Linked DNA regions of Sus scrofa: all the other regions are linked to region 3. A link is a contact called in public Hi-C data. All regions are on one chromosome and are shown on one strand. The core of a region is the stretch at or near the end of the contact, and the rest is flanking DNA. Distances in the headings are between cores, read along the strand shown. Region 1 holds the start of SLC38A10 (putative sodium-coupled neutral amino acid transporter 10). Region 2 holds the start of NDUFAF8 (NADH dehydrogenase [ubiquinone] 1 alpha subcomplex assembly factor 8). Region 3 holds the start of HGS (hepatocyte growth factor-regulated tyrosine kinase substrate).

Region 1 (4,945 bases), core at 2,248-4,747, 260 kb before region 3:
AGCCTCGAGACACCAGGACACCGGGGACTCGCCCCCGGCCACCCTAACCCTCCTGCAGACAGAGTGGCTCATGAAGCAAGACCCCCGGACGTGGGAGGGCAGACGAGACCCAGGTCCACAGGGGCGCAGAGGCTGCCGGGGCCGCCTGAACGACGAGGGGGCTCTGGGTGGGCATGTGCTTATTAAGCGGGAGCCGGGAAGACGAGCATCCCTCAATGCTGAAGCCCGTGTTCACATTAATGGTTTTTTGAAAAATTGCATTAAATTTCAAACTACGAAAAGGCATTGCTGTTCAAGGAACCCTTTAAGAATGAAGTGGAAGAAAAGAAAAGAAAGGGATGCGCCCCAGGGCCCCAGGGCCCATCGCAGCCCTTCTTCAGCAGGGCAGAGAAGGGTCCAGCCCCCGGCCCCCGGGAGGCGAGGTCCTCACCCAGGCCGGCGTAGGTCCTCCGTTTGCTCAGGCTGGCGGCTTTCACCAGGAACATGCAGGACTGGTGCGTCATCCAAGAGCAGAAGACCAGGAGCAGGGCGCCCAGGACGATGCCGCACTGGAGGGTTGGAAGAAAAAGAGACGTCATCAGAGAAAAACCGCCGGAGTCCCCACCTGACGCACGGACCGGCAGGTGCGGCCTCAGCTCAGCTCTGGTTCATTCCCGCGCCTACAGCTTCCTGGGCCTGGCAGCTACACGCGCTGTCCAGGGACACCAGGCCTGTGCGTGAGCCAGAGAGAGCACCTGGGACACCGCTTCCTCCCCGGCCCCTCCCAGAGTCTCAGGGAATCGAGGGGCTGCCAGTCTCCCCAGCTCCCTGCAGACCCCCTCCAGCGAACCACCTTCCAGCCACGTGGATCAACAGCTCTGAGCGATAAACACATTCTGGAAGGAAGAGATTAAAAGTGACATTTACGCCTTTCTTGTAAGTTAAGCAGACACTCACCATCTGACCAGCAATTGCACTCCTAGGTGTTTATCCAAAAGAAATGAAAACATGTGTTCCTGCACAAGCCTGTACGCCAATGTTTACAGCAGGTTTATCTGCGATCCAAAAGCTGAAGAGACAACCAACTCTCCTCCTAGCATGTGCCAGAGCGCAAGGCGCACACAGCCCGCGACCCGGCCGCCCGGGCGCAGGTCGGCAGCCTGCGGGACGCCTCCCCAGCGCCAAAGCCTGTGCACAGGCTCCAAACAGGCCGCACCGTCCTGTCCACAAAAGTTAAAGAACAAACACGTGGAGGAGCGCTTGCCAGACCCCGAAGCGCATCTAGGACACAACCTACTCACGGGATGGTCGCACCCGGCAACGCTGACGGTGGCGCTGGAGGTGGCAGGGGGACCTTCAGTGGGGAGGCAGGGTGGGGGGTGCTCGCTGTGTGTGCTCCTTAATCTCGGGGCTGGCTATCTGTTTTCGTTAACTACTTTATGAAAAGTCATCCAGAGTGTACCCAAAGTGCACTCGCTTTTCTGGATGCATGTTACACACGCTTCAGTAAAATGTTAATTCTTTTGGACAAGTACTCAAATTGCTACAACCAACCAAATAAACCAAAAAACAACACAACACGAACCCCAAGTTTTTTTTTTAATGACCTGGCTGCCAGATGAAAAACACACATCCCCAAACTGCCCACTGGCCTCACACCGTGTTCTGGCCGAGGGGCTTCCTGCGGAGAAGATGCTGAGTCCAACTGAGAGCAGCTCCTAATTCGGCCAGGCCCTCAGGGCGAGGCAAACCCCTGCCAGGTCTCCAGCCCCCACCTCTAAGCTCCCCCCCCCCACCCAGCAAGTCAGCCGGGCCCGTGCTTAAACGCTCCGGCAGCGGGCTCAGCAGCAGGCTCGTGCCCAGCCCACGGCAGACACTCAAATCTGAACCCCCAGAGCCCTGCCGCGGTGGCACGTGGCAGACAGGCGTGAAGGATGGCGGTACAGGTACAGGCGCAGGACAAGCCAACTACACATCCCAGGAGGCAGTTCTGTGCCAGGCGCGTCGCAGTGCGCGCTGGGATACGTAGTCCCTCCAGGAACACCCAGAGGGGGCCGGCCCACACTGCGACTCCCATGCCAAGACACAGATGTTGCCTTGGAGGTTCCAGAAGCCGCCAGCATGGCCTTCCACGTCAGCCCGCCGTCTCCATCCCCCCAGCAACACGGTCACCAAGCAAGTCAGAGCAACCGCTCACACGGGAACCGAAACGCATTTTCTTCTGCTTGCTATTTACAGCAAAGCATCCTAAATATGAAAAATGCAAAACCTGAATCTAAGATGAAGCAACTGGAGCCCACGTCAAGGCCAAAATATCATCTTATGCGCATTTTTCCACGTAAGGCTGGTCTTTGAGGGCCTGCTGGCCACCTGTCCTCCCCTGGTGTCCCACTGGTCCTCCTCCAGCCTCAAGAAAGCCGCTCTCCCTCGTGGCCAGCTCCTGCCCCAGGCGGCCGGGGGAGCGGCACCTCCAGTGTGGCACACAGGAAGCGGAGAAGTTCGTTTTTAGTTAAGAAGTTGCCCAATTTGATAACTCTGTCAACCTCCCTCTTCTAAAGGACCAAAAGCCTCTTTATTTGTGGATTAAACAGAAGCCAAATAAACCCACACCTCAAAAAAGGCTGAGTTTCTCTCCTGCAGTATTTAACGTCGGAATGACACCAATTTTTTAATACTTCCGACGTTTTCCGTTAAGGTAAGGTTTGCCCACAGCGAAACACAAAGCTCTGACGTGTCCAATCTGGTGAATTTAGCAACCCCCTCAGAACCCACACCCCAATCTAGTTCCAAGGCCGGGGTTGACCTGTGCGCTCCCGGAAAGGAGTGCGGTGGGATCAGAGTTGCAAGAAACGCCAGGAAAGGACGCGAACACGGAGTCCCGCGGTCACTCTCCAGTTTTCAAGATCGCCTCGCTACACGCTGCACCTCGGTCTGAAGTTACCAACGGTGCGCAAGCTGTTCGCGGGGGGCTTTCCCTCGGCTTCCGCGGCGGCGCCGGGGCGGGTGGGCTGCCGGGTCCCTCCTCCCGCCGCGCCGGCTCCCGTGACGGGCTGAGCCCGGGGCGGCCGGGGCGGCGACCACCGCCCGCTCGACTCACCTGTTTGAAGCAGAAGGGCATGGTGAGGACACTGACCCCTACTATGCTGTTCACTATGTTCGTGATAAGCCCCCAGTTGGAGGCCGCGGCCGCGGTCATGGCGCGAGGCCTGGGGCCCCGGAGCCCCGGGTCCAAGGCGCCGGCAGGACGGTGGGGCGCGAGACCCCGAGGGGGACGCCGCCTGGAGGAGGCGGTCTCGCGGGAAGGCGGCGGGAGCAGTCACCCTCCAGGCCCCGCCAGGCCCCGCGGCCGCCTCATAGCTTCGTCCCCCGCTGGCTCCCGCGGGCCACCGCAGCGTCCCCGAGCCCAGACCGGGAAAAGCCGCGGGGAGCCGGCGAGAAACACTCCGGTGCTGCTCGGCGGCCGCCTGGGCACGCACACTTCCGCCTTCCGCGAGCTCCTCCGCCCGGAAGTGACGACGAGGGGCGGAGCTCGGGGCAGGGCGCTCACCAATGAAAGGCGGACCTCGGCGCCTGCAGGGGCGGGGCTTGGATGGACGCACACGGGGGGGTGGGGACGGGGTCTATGGGGCGCACCTGTCCCTACAGCCAGCTGATCCTCCCTGTGGAGCTGGCGTCCTGCGCCATGTCTTGCAGGGTCTGGAGCACAAGAGCTCGCCCCTTGTGGCCCCCATCCGGAAGAGCAGTGGAGGGCAGGAGGGAAAGGGCCACGTCACGCCTTCTGGAGAGGAGCAGGATTTTAAGCCTTCATTTTCAGCAATTACCCTCGAGACCGATTGGGAGAAGTGTGCTAGATGCGCGGGTCTCCGGGGCTGCACCTTCATGTCAGCGTTGATAACGGATTCCAGGAGTTAGCGCCCACGTTTTAGGAGTGGGACGCTGAGCACAGAGAGGCTGAGTTCCTCAGCAAGAGTACACAGTTCTAAAGAGTGGGCATGGAGGAGTTCGCGTTTTGGCTCATCAGGTTAAGGACCAGTCTCCGTGAAGATGTGTGTTTGACCCCTGGCCTGCCTAAGTGGGTTAAGGATCCAGCGATGCCACAGGCTGCAGCACAGGTCGCAGATGTGGCTCAGATTCGGTGTTGCCATAGTGTAGACCCCTGCTGCAGCTCCCATTCGACCCCTGGCCCAGGAACTTCCATATGCCACGATGCAGCCACAATTTAAAAAAAAAAAAAATTGGAGTTCCTGCTGTGGCACAACAGGTTAAGGATCCAGTATTGCAGCAGCTGTGGTGTAGGTCACACCTGGGTCTGGGATAGGATCCCTGTCCGGGCAACTTCCATATGCCGTGGATGCGGTGGAAAAACATTTTTTTAAATAAGCAATAATAAAATAGCCCGGAATATATATATCCATTCTCCTGCTGAGGGCCACCGAGTTGCTTCCAATTATTTGCCATTATAAACAGTGATTCAGTGAACACCACGGCCCTTGTCTTCTCGGGTGTTGGGGGGGCTCCAGGGTAAACCCGTAGAAGCAGAACTGCCGGTTCACGTGCAGGCACACCTTCATTTTACCAGGTATTGCCCAATCGCTCTTCAAGTAGTTATGAGAGTTCTTGCTAGTTTACATCAGAGGCTGGACAATTTTTTTGTTTGTTGTCTTTTCTAGGGCTGCACCGCGGCATATGGAGGGTCCCAGGCTAGGGGTCTAATCGGAGCTATAGCCACCAGCCTACACAACAGCCACAGCAACATAGGATCCGAGCCCCATCTACAACCTACATCACAGCTCACGGCAATGCCGGATCCTTGACCCACTGAGCAAGGCCAGGGATGGAACCTGCAACCTCATGGTTCCTAGTCGGATTTATTAGCCACCGAGCCACGACGGGAACTCCAGAGGCTGGTCAATTTTTCCTGCGAAGAGCCAGGTAGCAAATATTTTCTGTTTCAAAAGCCACATAG
Region 2 (4,845 bases), core at 1,191-3,690, 300 kb before region 3:
GCACCGCGAGTTTCCATTTTTCGGGAGCACAGATCAGCAACGTGACACAAGCATTCAGCCTGACGGCCCACAGCTCCCCTTCCGGGAGGGACCCCAGGGAAAGAACCCAGGGCAAGAACGGCCGGCTCGGAGTTCCCATCATGCCTCCATGGTTAAGGAATCCGCCTAGGAACCGTGAGGTTGCAGGTTCGATCCCTGGCCTTGCTCAGCGGGTTAAGGATCCGGCGTTGCCGTGAGCTGTGGTGTAGGTCGCAGACACAGCTTGGATCCCGTGTGGCTGTGGCTCCCATTAGACCGAGCCTGGGAACCTCCATGTGCCACGGGTGTGGCCTTAGAAAAAGGCAAAAAAAAAAAAAAAAGAACGGACGGCTGAGGCGTCACATGTATCCGTTAGCACAAACACATCTATGTTAAGAGCTGACTCAGCACAAAACGTTCCATTTACAGAGACAAAAACCAGAAATGGGGTTCCTACACCATTGCCCACCTGGGGGCACAGGCCTCGGTGCACAGAGGCCCGAAAACCTCAAGTGCGCTCTGTGAGGTTCTGGCCACAGTTTACGTGAACCTCGTGTGAAGCTGTGTGCACACACTGTCACGCGATTGGTCCACTAAGACCCGAAGCGGAGCTGGCAACGGCTGCAGACCCGCAGAACTTTCGGCACGTAGGGAAACCTCTGCTCGAAGAGAACGGGGCAGGTTTCCAGCACCAGGAGGGTGAACTCAGGCCCCCCTACCCTGCCACCTGCCTGAGAAAACTCAAGGAGCCAGAATTTACTCTCCGTTCTGGCTCACAGCTGGTGACAGGCCCCAACCTCCCTTTCGTGAAGCATTTCCTAAAAAGGAACTACAACTGTGAACCAAGGGCCTCCTACGACTCCAGGGTGTCTTTCTCAAGGACCTCAAGGCCATTCCTTGAAATGTAACTACCAGAAAATCCCAGTCCCTACAGGACCTAACCTCTAGGACCACCAGCTATCAGACGCGGACGCGGCAACCCATGGACACTGCCCAGCTCCTCGCGATTTCTGACTCGAGCCGCAGCCTTCTGTCCTGAAAATGCCCAGTCCTCGGTGGCTCTAAGGGCTCCCCGCCTCCCCCGTCAGTGACGCAGGCGTCTGACACACCTAAGGGACACACTATGTTCCTTATGTTTCGTTTAGAAACAGCTTAGCAATAAGCAGTTTAAAACCGAAGAGCTTGGAGGCTTTCCTTGTGCGTCTCCCTGGCTTGACTGCACCCTAAACACAATCACCTGTGAACTAAAGATGAGGCGCCCTGAGCACAACCGCCCGGGGATTAAAGATTAGCACCTGCTGTTCTTCAGGAACTTTCCCAATTCGTTCTAACCGCTCATCAGGATACCCCTTTCTCAAGTATTGTTATTCCAGGAAAAGTCAAGATTCATAACCCGGAAAACCACTGAGCTCTCCGGCACCAGCTTAGGTGACTAAGAATCGCTGAAAGAAAGAAGAATGCGTGTTTGCCCCAACCCTGATTCTTATCTGAAACCCTGTTTTTCTCCTTTTAGACCATAAAACTCCCTGCAACTCTTCCCCAAGAAACGGCCCAGTCTTTAGGGCGTTAGCCTGCTGTCACCTCCTTGGCCTGGCAGAGCAATAAAAGCTATTTTTTTCTCCTTCACCCCTATCTGACGCCCGCCACTGAGTGAAACGGTCGTCCTGCTTTCCAGGCTAGTGTCTGGCCCTGTAATTGATCTTCGACAGAGCTCAGGGGTCACTGCGTCTTTTTCTCGAAAGCTCTCAAGTTGGGTAAGAAAGCACTAACTTGGGGCCCCTGGCTCTCTTCCCCAATTTGGACTCGGGTCAAGGCGTCTCACTGTCCCCAGGACCTGACACAGGGCTGGCTGACCTGCCTCCTCCACGCACGTGCGGCGGGGTCCCGCAGCCTCGGAGGGGTCCAGGGTAGGAGGGAGAGGAGGGGAGCCGGGGGTGTCGGAGGCGGGGCTGGGGGGAAGAGGCGAGAGGAGAGGTGGGGGGGCCGCAGAGCTGTGACCCCGCGGGGGCCGAGCGGGGCCACGGAGGCGGCCAACTCGGCCGGGAGGCTGCGCGCGGCGGGGCCGGGCCGCCCGCACTCACCCGGTGCAGGAAGCTCAGCCGGTCCCGCAGCTGCGGCGTGGCCGCCATGGATGCCGGTCACCTTCCGGCCCCGCCCAGCTTCCGCCAAGCCCTGACCCCGTCCAGTCACTCAGCGGGCCTGGCCCCGCTGGCCAATCGTTCGCGTGGGGCGGGCCCTGAGGCCGTCCTCGGTAAACAATTTGCACCTGAACCAATCCAAAGTCTAAGGTCAAAGACGGACGAAACCACGAGCCAATTACAGGGCTCTGCTCCCAGAGCGTAGTTCCGGAGGCGAGGCAGAGGCGTGGCTGAAGCCTGGCCAATTACAAAGCGCAGAACAGGTTGTGGGCGGAAGCGTCGACCAATCAAGCTGTTGGGTGCGGGAAGAGGCCGGACCTAAGATGGCGGCGCCCACGGGTGCCAGGAAGAGCCGCTCATGTCGGGTAGCGGAGCGGTGTGGGGTCGAGTGCGAAGCCGCCTCCGCGCCTTCCCCGAGCGCCTGGCGGCCTGTGGGACTGAGGTGCGGAGCCGTCAGCGAGGCGGGAGGGCTGTACGGGGCGGGGCGGGGCGGGCGGTTACCGGGGAGCGGCGGGGGGGTCTACTGGCTGACCGGCGGGCGCAAGGGCCGCCGCGATCCTCGCCCGTCCCCGTCCTGTCCCCAGGCCGCGGCCTACGGCAGGTGCGTGCAGGCATCCACCGCCCCGGGCGGCCGCCTGACCAAGGACCTTTGCGCGCAAGAGTTCGAAGCCCTGCGGCGCTGCTTCGCCGCCGCGGTAAGTGGGCGCCGGCCCCGCCGGGGCGGGGGGCACCCTGGTTTCGGTGTTGGGCGCCGGCAGGTGCTGCGCACACGGCACACCCGCCCACCAGCCAGCGCGACCCCCGCCCGGCCGTGTCCATCGCGGGGAGGGGAACGGCACCCTCACCGTGTTACTGCGGTGCCTTGGAACCCTACCTGGGCCTGTCGCCGAGGCGGGGTAACGCCAAAAGGGACCCCACGTGTGTGCTGCGCGTGGGCGGTTACAGCCAGGCCCCTGGTCTCCCCCTGCTCGACTGCGCGTTTCTCAGAGGGTGAAGGGACAACCAGCAGGGCCGCAGCGGCTGCGAAGTCCTCCACCAGCCGCGCTGACGGGTGCCAAGGGCGCAGAAGCGGCTGCGCTGACGCGGTCTGTTGGTTCCCTGGCTCTGGGTTCAGATCTGCCTCCAACCACTCAGGAGCGGGTGTCTTCTGTTTCCGAGCTGTGGCATTTTCTGATCCTCACTGATCGAACCCTGTGCTGGAGAAATCCTTACGCACTATGCCCACGTAAAGAACTATGGTGTCCAGTTTGTGTTTTCAAGAAAGACGAGGAAGAAGTAGAATTGGAGGCAACTCTCTGGGCAACTGAGATGGGCGCTCCAGACATCTCAAGGGCAGGCAGCGGAGACTGCACTGAGGCTTCCACACGGGGGTTTGAGCTGGTGCCGAGGTGTCAGGTCTCCGGGGTCTGGGGTGGGCTGTGATGCCAAGGATCAGCTCTGTTCACCAGACGCAGATCCTGAGAACCGGACCCCAGAGGGGGCAGGATGATTCCAGGAATCTGAGGCCATTTTCTGACGTTCCGGGATGGCTCTCCCTCCTTTTCTGGGCCCTCAGACCCTCCTCGCACTCCCCTTGCCATGACCGTGGCTGGGACGCGCAGTCTCAGCCTTGTCACCAACCTCTGATCCGACGCGGACATGTCCTTGGGACTTGCTTCCTGCCTCCTGGCAGATCCCCCGGGAGGGGACAGGCCTCGGTCCCACGGTCACCGGTTGCGAGGTGAAGACCCGCGCTCCCGGCACCAGGCTCTGCTCTGGCACCTGTGGGCGCGTGGTCACCTGCACAGGTGTCTGGTCGTCTGAGACTCTTTATGCTCCTTTGCCTCCATCGTGCTGTCCTGTCCCCAAAAGGCTGGCCCTTGTGCCTTTTTCCGCTGATGGGGACCTAACTGCAGGCCCTGGGCCCTGGGAACTCAGGACGGGAACGAGGACTTTCTTACCTGAGGACATGAGGGGATGACCCCATCTGCCGTCCGCTCCGAGGAGGCGCCGGGAGCCCCGCCCCTGTCCCTGGGAGAGCTGGCTCTGGGGAAGGGGCTCCTGCCACCTGGTGAGGACGACACGCGGCTCAGTGGCCCTGCAGTGTCTGGCACAGGTGGGCGTGGCTGGGAGGTCTCTGTTCAGTGGCCCCGAGCAGGTGAGCTCTGTGGCCTGTGGGGACCAGGCTCTTTGAAGTTATTTGCCAGAAGGTGGTGGTTTTCTGAGTTTGGAGCCACAGCCCATTCACACAAAATACTTTTTCTTCCAGGCCAAGAAGACCTGACAGGAGGCCAGTAGGAGGGGTCCACAGGCTCCACCGCATGCCCCCCCGCCCAGTGATGGCCCCCAAGGGCAAACGTCTAAAGCCTCAAAGGCAGAAAGGACGGGAAACGCATTAGGGAAGGGTCGGCAGCCTCGCGCATGTAAGGATCTGGGGTAGTGACGGCGAAGCCACAATAAAGACCAGTTGGAGCTCAAAGAGCTGTTTTGCTGTCTGGGCGCCAATGTGCGGGCACGTGGCCGGGGACACGCACCTCCCACCTCACTCTTCAAACACTTCTCACCAGAGACACGTCGTCTGCATCTGGGGATGCCTGTAACCAGTGACCAAGTGGCACCGTGGGGGAGGTCCTGCCGTCGGATCCGACCCAGACGGGGGTTTGGGATCCGCAGGGAGAAAGGGGGGGGGGCCTTCCAGGACCGAGAGGTG
Region 3 (4,559 bases), core at 1,886-4,385:
GGGCCCACACTGCCTCGTGGGACGTGTGAGCTTTCTCAGGGTGCCATTTACCTCTGTAGGAACAGACTGGAAACCCCCTGATGGCCAAGGGCCTGGGCTGGTGGTCTTTCGTGGCCCGATGAGCCAGACACCCAGCTGCGACGGAGGACGCTGCTGGAGAAATTCACCGCCACACTCAAGCTGGTTTCTGACCTGATCACAGGAGCTTTGGTCCTGGCCCCAAGAGGAGCATCCAAGCCGTAACCTCTGGAACGTGCAGAGGTGACCTTATCTGGGAAAAGGTCTCTCTGCACGTGGGACTGTGGAGCTTGAGATGAGACCACCGCAGGTTTGGAGGGGGCCCCAGCTCTTCCTCACGAGAGAAGACCCCGTGGAGACAGAAGCAGGGAATCCAGCCCGGCCACAAGCCAAGGACACCCAGCACCACTGACAGCCCCGAGAAGCCAGAAGGCAAGGAATGGAGCCTCGAAAGGAACCAACCTTGCTGACTTGGAGATTCTGGTTTCCAGTGCTATGACCAGGACGTATGCAAGCCAGGTTCGCGGTTATGTCACAGGGCCCAGAACACAAGTGCCCCAACGCACAGATGGCTTCCCAAGGTCTCCCTGAGCTGAGGTGAAAGGATGCAGTGGGACACGAGGAGCTGCGGCCCGAAGGCCTGGCCAGGAACGCCCCAGCGTGCCCGTGTTCCCGCGGGGCTCCCCACCCTGGCCTACCCGTAGGGCCCTGTGCTGTCCAGGCCCCTCTGGTTATTTACAGTGTTTACAATGCCTAATCCTACGCCTGGTAGTTCTTCCTACTCAACTGCATTCGTGCACCTCGTGTCATCTTGTGGGGGGAGTCCCACCATCTGTGTATCAGAAACTCAACAGGTTGGAGCCTGAACCCCAGTTGAGAGAGCAGATCTCCTGGGAGGAACAGGACAAATCCCAGTAGAACCATGCCAGGATGGCGGCCAGACACAAGCCACCCGGCAGGCCTGTCCTCTCCCAGCCCTGCCACCAGAGGGCCGATGTCAGGGCTTTCTGTAACCTGGGTGCCTCGGGTGACCCATCACTGCAACTCAGGAGAGAACCCCATCTTCTAGGGCTTGTGGTGCGTCATCCTACCCTGATGAAAGCAGCCAATGGCCAGGGGCTGAACAGCGCCACCTCTGCTTTCTTGCCGCAGGGCAGGCCAGCCACGCTTCCGCCCTGCAGTCAGCTGTTGGTCCTGTGGGGGTCCTGGAGCCAGCGCAGCACTTCAGACACGCCGGTGCCTTTCCGGGCACTGATTTCCGCCGTGGAGATGTTCTGCTTGGCGCAAGCGAGGAGGTCTGGGAGCCTGATCAGTGACTTCATCTCCTCCACCGTCACGTAACAGGGCAGGTCTCTGGAGCAAAAGCAGCCGGTCAGGCTGGGCTGCCCCATGCCTGCCCCAGCGCCCCCCCCCCCCCCAGGAGCCACCCTCCTGGCTACAGTCCAAGGAAGCGGGGGCGGGGGGCGCACACTGCCACTCAGCTCGTGGACTCGCACATTTTGTTGAAGAGTATCAGCACCGATGCTTCTGCCAGCTGCTCTGCTGAAAGGAGGCCCAGGAGCTGCGCACAGGATGCAGAGAGCTGGGTGGGGTTGGAGGCGTCCAGCATGAACTGGGTAGAAGGAAACAGAGGCGAGGGTTCCTCCTCTATAGAACCCTGTTTCTGCCAAACCTCTCCTCACAGCACAGGCCTGGCTTAGGAAGAGCAAGAAAAAAGGCTTTGGGTTCAGGCAGGAGTAGAGGGGAGTGAGCTGCGAGACCAGGGTTGCGTCCGCCTGTGTGGAGATCTACCTGCCTGGCCATTACGTCGCCACGGAAGGGCCTGGAATCCAGGATATAGGCCTTGCTAGGATGGGACGGACCAGAGGGCCGGAGAATCCAAACATAAATAACCCCCATGGCGAGTGAGTGGGCGGGCGGTTACCCACAGAGAAGGAACACTGCCCTCAGCCGGCCCTCTGAAAGTTCTCGCGTTGGGCTGAGAGCAGAAGACAGGGGGCAAGCTGGAGGCCCCCCAGACTCAAACTGAAGACAATGCAGGAATGAGGACATACCTCCCCAAAGGAAGCCCCAAGAGACTAGGACCTACCAGGAGAGAACGACAGTTTCCATAGTAACTGGACCAGATGGGGCCCATGCAGCCGCCCAGCTCCCTGATGGTGATCTTTCTCTGGGCCACGATGTCCGTCAGGTTGGTGCCCACCTGTGGGAAAAAAACAGGTTGCAAAGAGACCACAACAAGCCCTTTCCCACTGGAAGCTCCTGGATAGCAACGTGCTCAGCCCTTTACACTGCGACTTACCCCAACGTGTGCCTTCTCAAGAGTTCAGGCCCTAAGGCAGAACCCCTAAGCAAAGAAGCCTAATAAACATGCTCAGGGCTCGTACTTTCAGGGCTGGCTGTAGTCAGGGGAGCGACGCCCACCAGCGGGATTCGCCCTATGCGGCGAGTAGCAAAAGCACAGGTGAGGAACGGGCGGCTCTGTCCCGGTGGAGCCAGGCTCCTTCCAGTGACACCCACCACTTCCCGAGGGCCATCCTAGACACTGACTCGCCAGGTTCCATTTTTAAGGAACCCAAAGCGCTCTGCTAACCGCACAGGGGGCCCGCTTCTCCTAAACCTGCAGGGGCCGGACGCCTACCGTGGGCCGCGTCGGAGGAGGATCGCCCAGGTCGCCCTTGCCATCCCGGCTGCTCAGCTGTGCGAGGCGGTCAAGGACTCGGAGCAGGGTTGAGGAGGGAGCGCCACCCGGACCCCTCCCAGGGTGCCCGCCCCCGACGACCCCCCGCCCCGCTCCCCACCAGCGTCCCCCCAGTCCCCGATCCCCGTCACCCCCGCCCCGCGCGGAAGGATAGGCTGTAGGCGTTTCACTAACAGCGTCTTCCCCACACCCGTGGCCCCTAGCAGTAGGCACATCCCTCCCCTCTGGGTCCGACTCGGGACCCGTAACTCAGCGTCGTGGCGACGCAAGACCCGCCCTCAATCCCGCTCTCATTGGCTAGGCCTCGCTTCCGGGCTGATCAGTGGTTCTCGGTGCTTTCAGTCAGCGGACGCGGGCCAATCGACGCCAGCGTCTGGGGAGAGCGGAAAGGCCCGCCTTCCCGCGTCTCCAGGACTGGCCGGCGACGTGCGCGTGCTCGTGCGCTTGCCCACAGAGAGGCGGAAGCGGAAGTCGGGGGCGCGCCGGTTCGCAGCAGGGAGCGCCGCGGCGTCGGGTCGGGGTCTGGGGTCGCCATGGGGCGCGGCAGCGGCACCTTCGAGCGTCTCCTAGGTAACGCGGCCCCGGCCCCTCATTGGGAAGGCCCCTGGCTCCCCGCGCACCCGGACTGTAGCCGCGCCACAGGGGCCTGGGCGCGCGGGCGACGCGGGGCCCGGCGGCCCGGGGCGCGGACCTGGCCCCGGCCGACTGGGTGAGGGTCCGCACAAGAGACTGGCCAGGAGCCCCGGGGAAGCGACCCCCAGCGTTTGGCCGAGAGGGCCTCACGTCTTGAGTCACGAAGACGGGTGACTCAGTGAAATGAGGTCTTAGTAGACCTTTTTTCCCCCCAAAGACCTAGGTTGCGAGGGATTTGGGAGTTCAGACCCAAATTCAGGCTCGGGCGGGTGTAGCCAGCAGCGTCGTCTCTGGGACCTGCCAGGCCCTTTGGAGCGCTGCTGAGCTGGGGAACCAGACGGGCGCCGTCTGTCCCCGCTCGGCTGCAGGAAGCGTCTGGGCTTAGGGTGGCGTTCCTTGTGTGTGTCGGGGTGGAATGCCGACCCTTCAGAGCCTCCTAGAGGTCCCAGGCTTTAAAGGGAAAATGCATGTTTATAGGCAAGTCGCCCGCGCCCCCCAGGAACTGTGTTGTTTGGGGCAGGCGCTCTGGGGGCTGGCATGCTCGGTCCGCTGTCCGTCTTCCTTAGTGTGGTTTGGAGAAGACCCGAGATGAGGGGCCTCCCTTGCTCTTGGAACAGCAGGCGGAGGAACTTGGCTTGTGGGGGGGTTTGGCCCTCCAGTGATCAGCGCGGAAGATTACTGCCAGATCAGTATCGATCATTGTTGGATTCCAGGGAAGACGTACTGGCAGGGCAGGAGCGCCAGCCCGGGGGACACATCTGTCCACGTCTGTCCGTCTGAGGCAGCGGGGACGTAGAGGTCCTCCTTGTCGGGCCAGCCCTGTCTGCGCCCCCCAGAGCACTTGAAGCAGAGGAAGGGGGTCTGTGCTGCGTGTCTTTTTAGCTTTGGGCCAGTTGAGAGCTAGTTAAATAGATTAAAGAGCTGAAAAGCAGGGACTCGGACTGCAGAGCAGCAGCTGAGCATAGTATTGAATCTTGGGTCTGTCCCAGCAAGCTGTGTGATTCCAGGCAGTGACCTCACCTGTTTCAGTTTGTCTGTGAAGAGGGTAGAAATGGCATTGAACTCCCTGAGTTGTGAGAGCGCACGTCGTGTTTGAGGCAGCACGTGCCCCGGATAAGCCCCCCTAGGGTTCTCTGTTGATGTCTGCCAGGCTGTCTGCGGTCTTTGGGAAAGGACAGCCCTTGGCTGGTGGTTGGCTGTCGGGAGG

The links. A called contact is a pair of places that touch in the nucleus more often than the background predicts.
Region 1: a contact with region 3 is called in a Hi-C map of embryonic fibroblasts, with 2.4 times the contacts expected there. The contact joins the promoter of SLC38A10 here to the promoter of HGS in region 3. A contact is called at or near these places in 1 of 5 promoter capture datasets (fetal liver), 2 of 47 Hi-C or Micro-C datasets (embryonic fibroblasts and epiblast stem cells) and 1 of 2 datasets of contacts at active chromatin or transcription factors (alveolar macrophages).
Region 2: a contact with region 3 is called in a Hi-C map of mesenteric adipose tissue, with 1.7 times the contacts expected there. The contact joins the promoter of NDUFAF8 here to the promoter of HGS in region 3. A contact is called at or near these places in 2 of 5 promoter capture datasets (fetal liver and fetal skeletal muscle), 10 of 47 Hi-C or Micro-C datasets (alveolar macrophages, embryonic fibroblasts, fetal liver and 6 more) and 2 of 2 datasets of contacts at active chromatin or transcription factors (alveolar macrophages and skeletal muscle).

Annotation. Positions count from the first base shown.
Region 1 is chr12:1,479,797-1,484,741 of Sscrofa11.1, reverse strand. It overlaps SLC38A10 (putative sodium-coupled neutral amino acid transporter 10), which reads right to left and starts at 3,497. Exons shown (of 18, transcript XM_005668573.2): 1 at 3,077-3,497; 2 at 431-548. The coding sequence starts at 3,175.
Region 2 is chr12:1,517,073-1,521,917 of Sscrofa11.1, reverse strand. NDUFAF8 (NADH dehydrogenase [ubiquinone] 1 alpha subcomplex assembly factor 8) reads left to right here and starts at 2,440. Exons shown (of 3, transcript XM_021066478.1): 1 at 2,440-2,598; 2 at 2,741-4,206; 3 at 4,405-4,614. The coding sequence starts at 2,515. The coding sequence ends at 3,340. TEPSIN (TEPSIN, adaptor related protein complex 4 accessory protein) reads right to left here and starts at 2,158. Exons shown (of 14, transcript NM_001244108.1): 1 at 2,100-2,158. The coding sequence starts at 2,147.
Region 3 is chr12:1,218,326-1,222,884 of Sscrofa11.1, reverse strand. It overlaps HGS (hepatocyte growth factor-regulated tyrosine kinase substrate), which reads left to right and starts at 3,135. Exons shown (of 22, transcript XM_021066440.1): 1 at 3,135-3,289. The coding sequence starts at 3,253. ARL16 (ADP-ribosylation factor-like protein 16) reads right to left here and starts at 2,975. Exons shown (of 6, transcript XM_021066457.1): 1 at 2,875-2,975; 2 at 2,660-2,719; 3 at 2,108-2,221; 4 at 1,515-1,709; 5 at 481-1,371. The coding sequence starts at 2,934. The coding sequence ends at 1,243.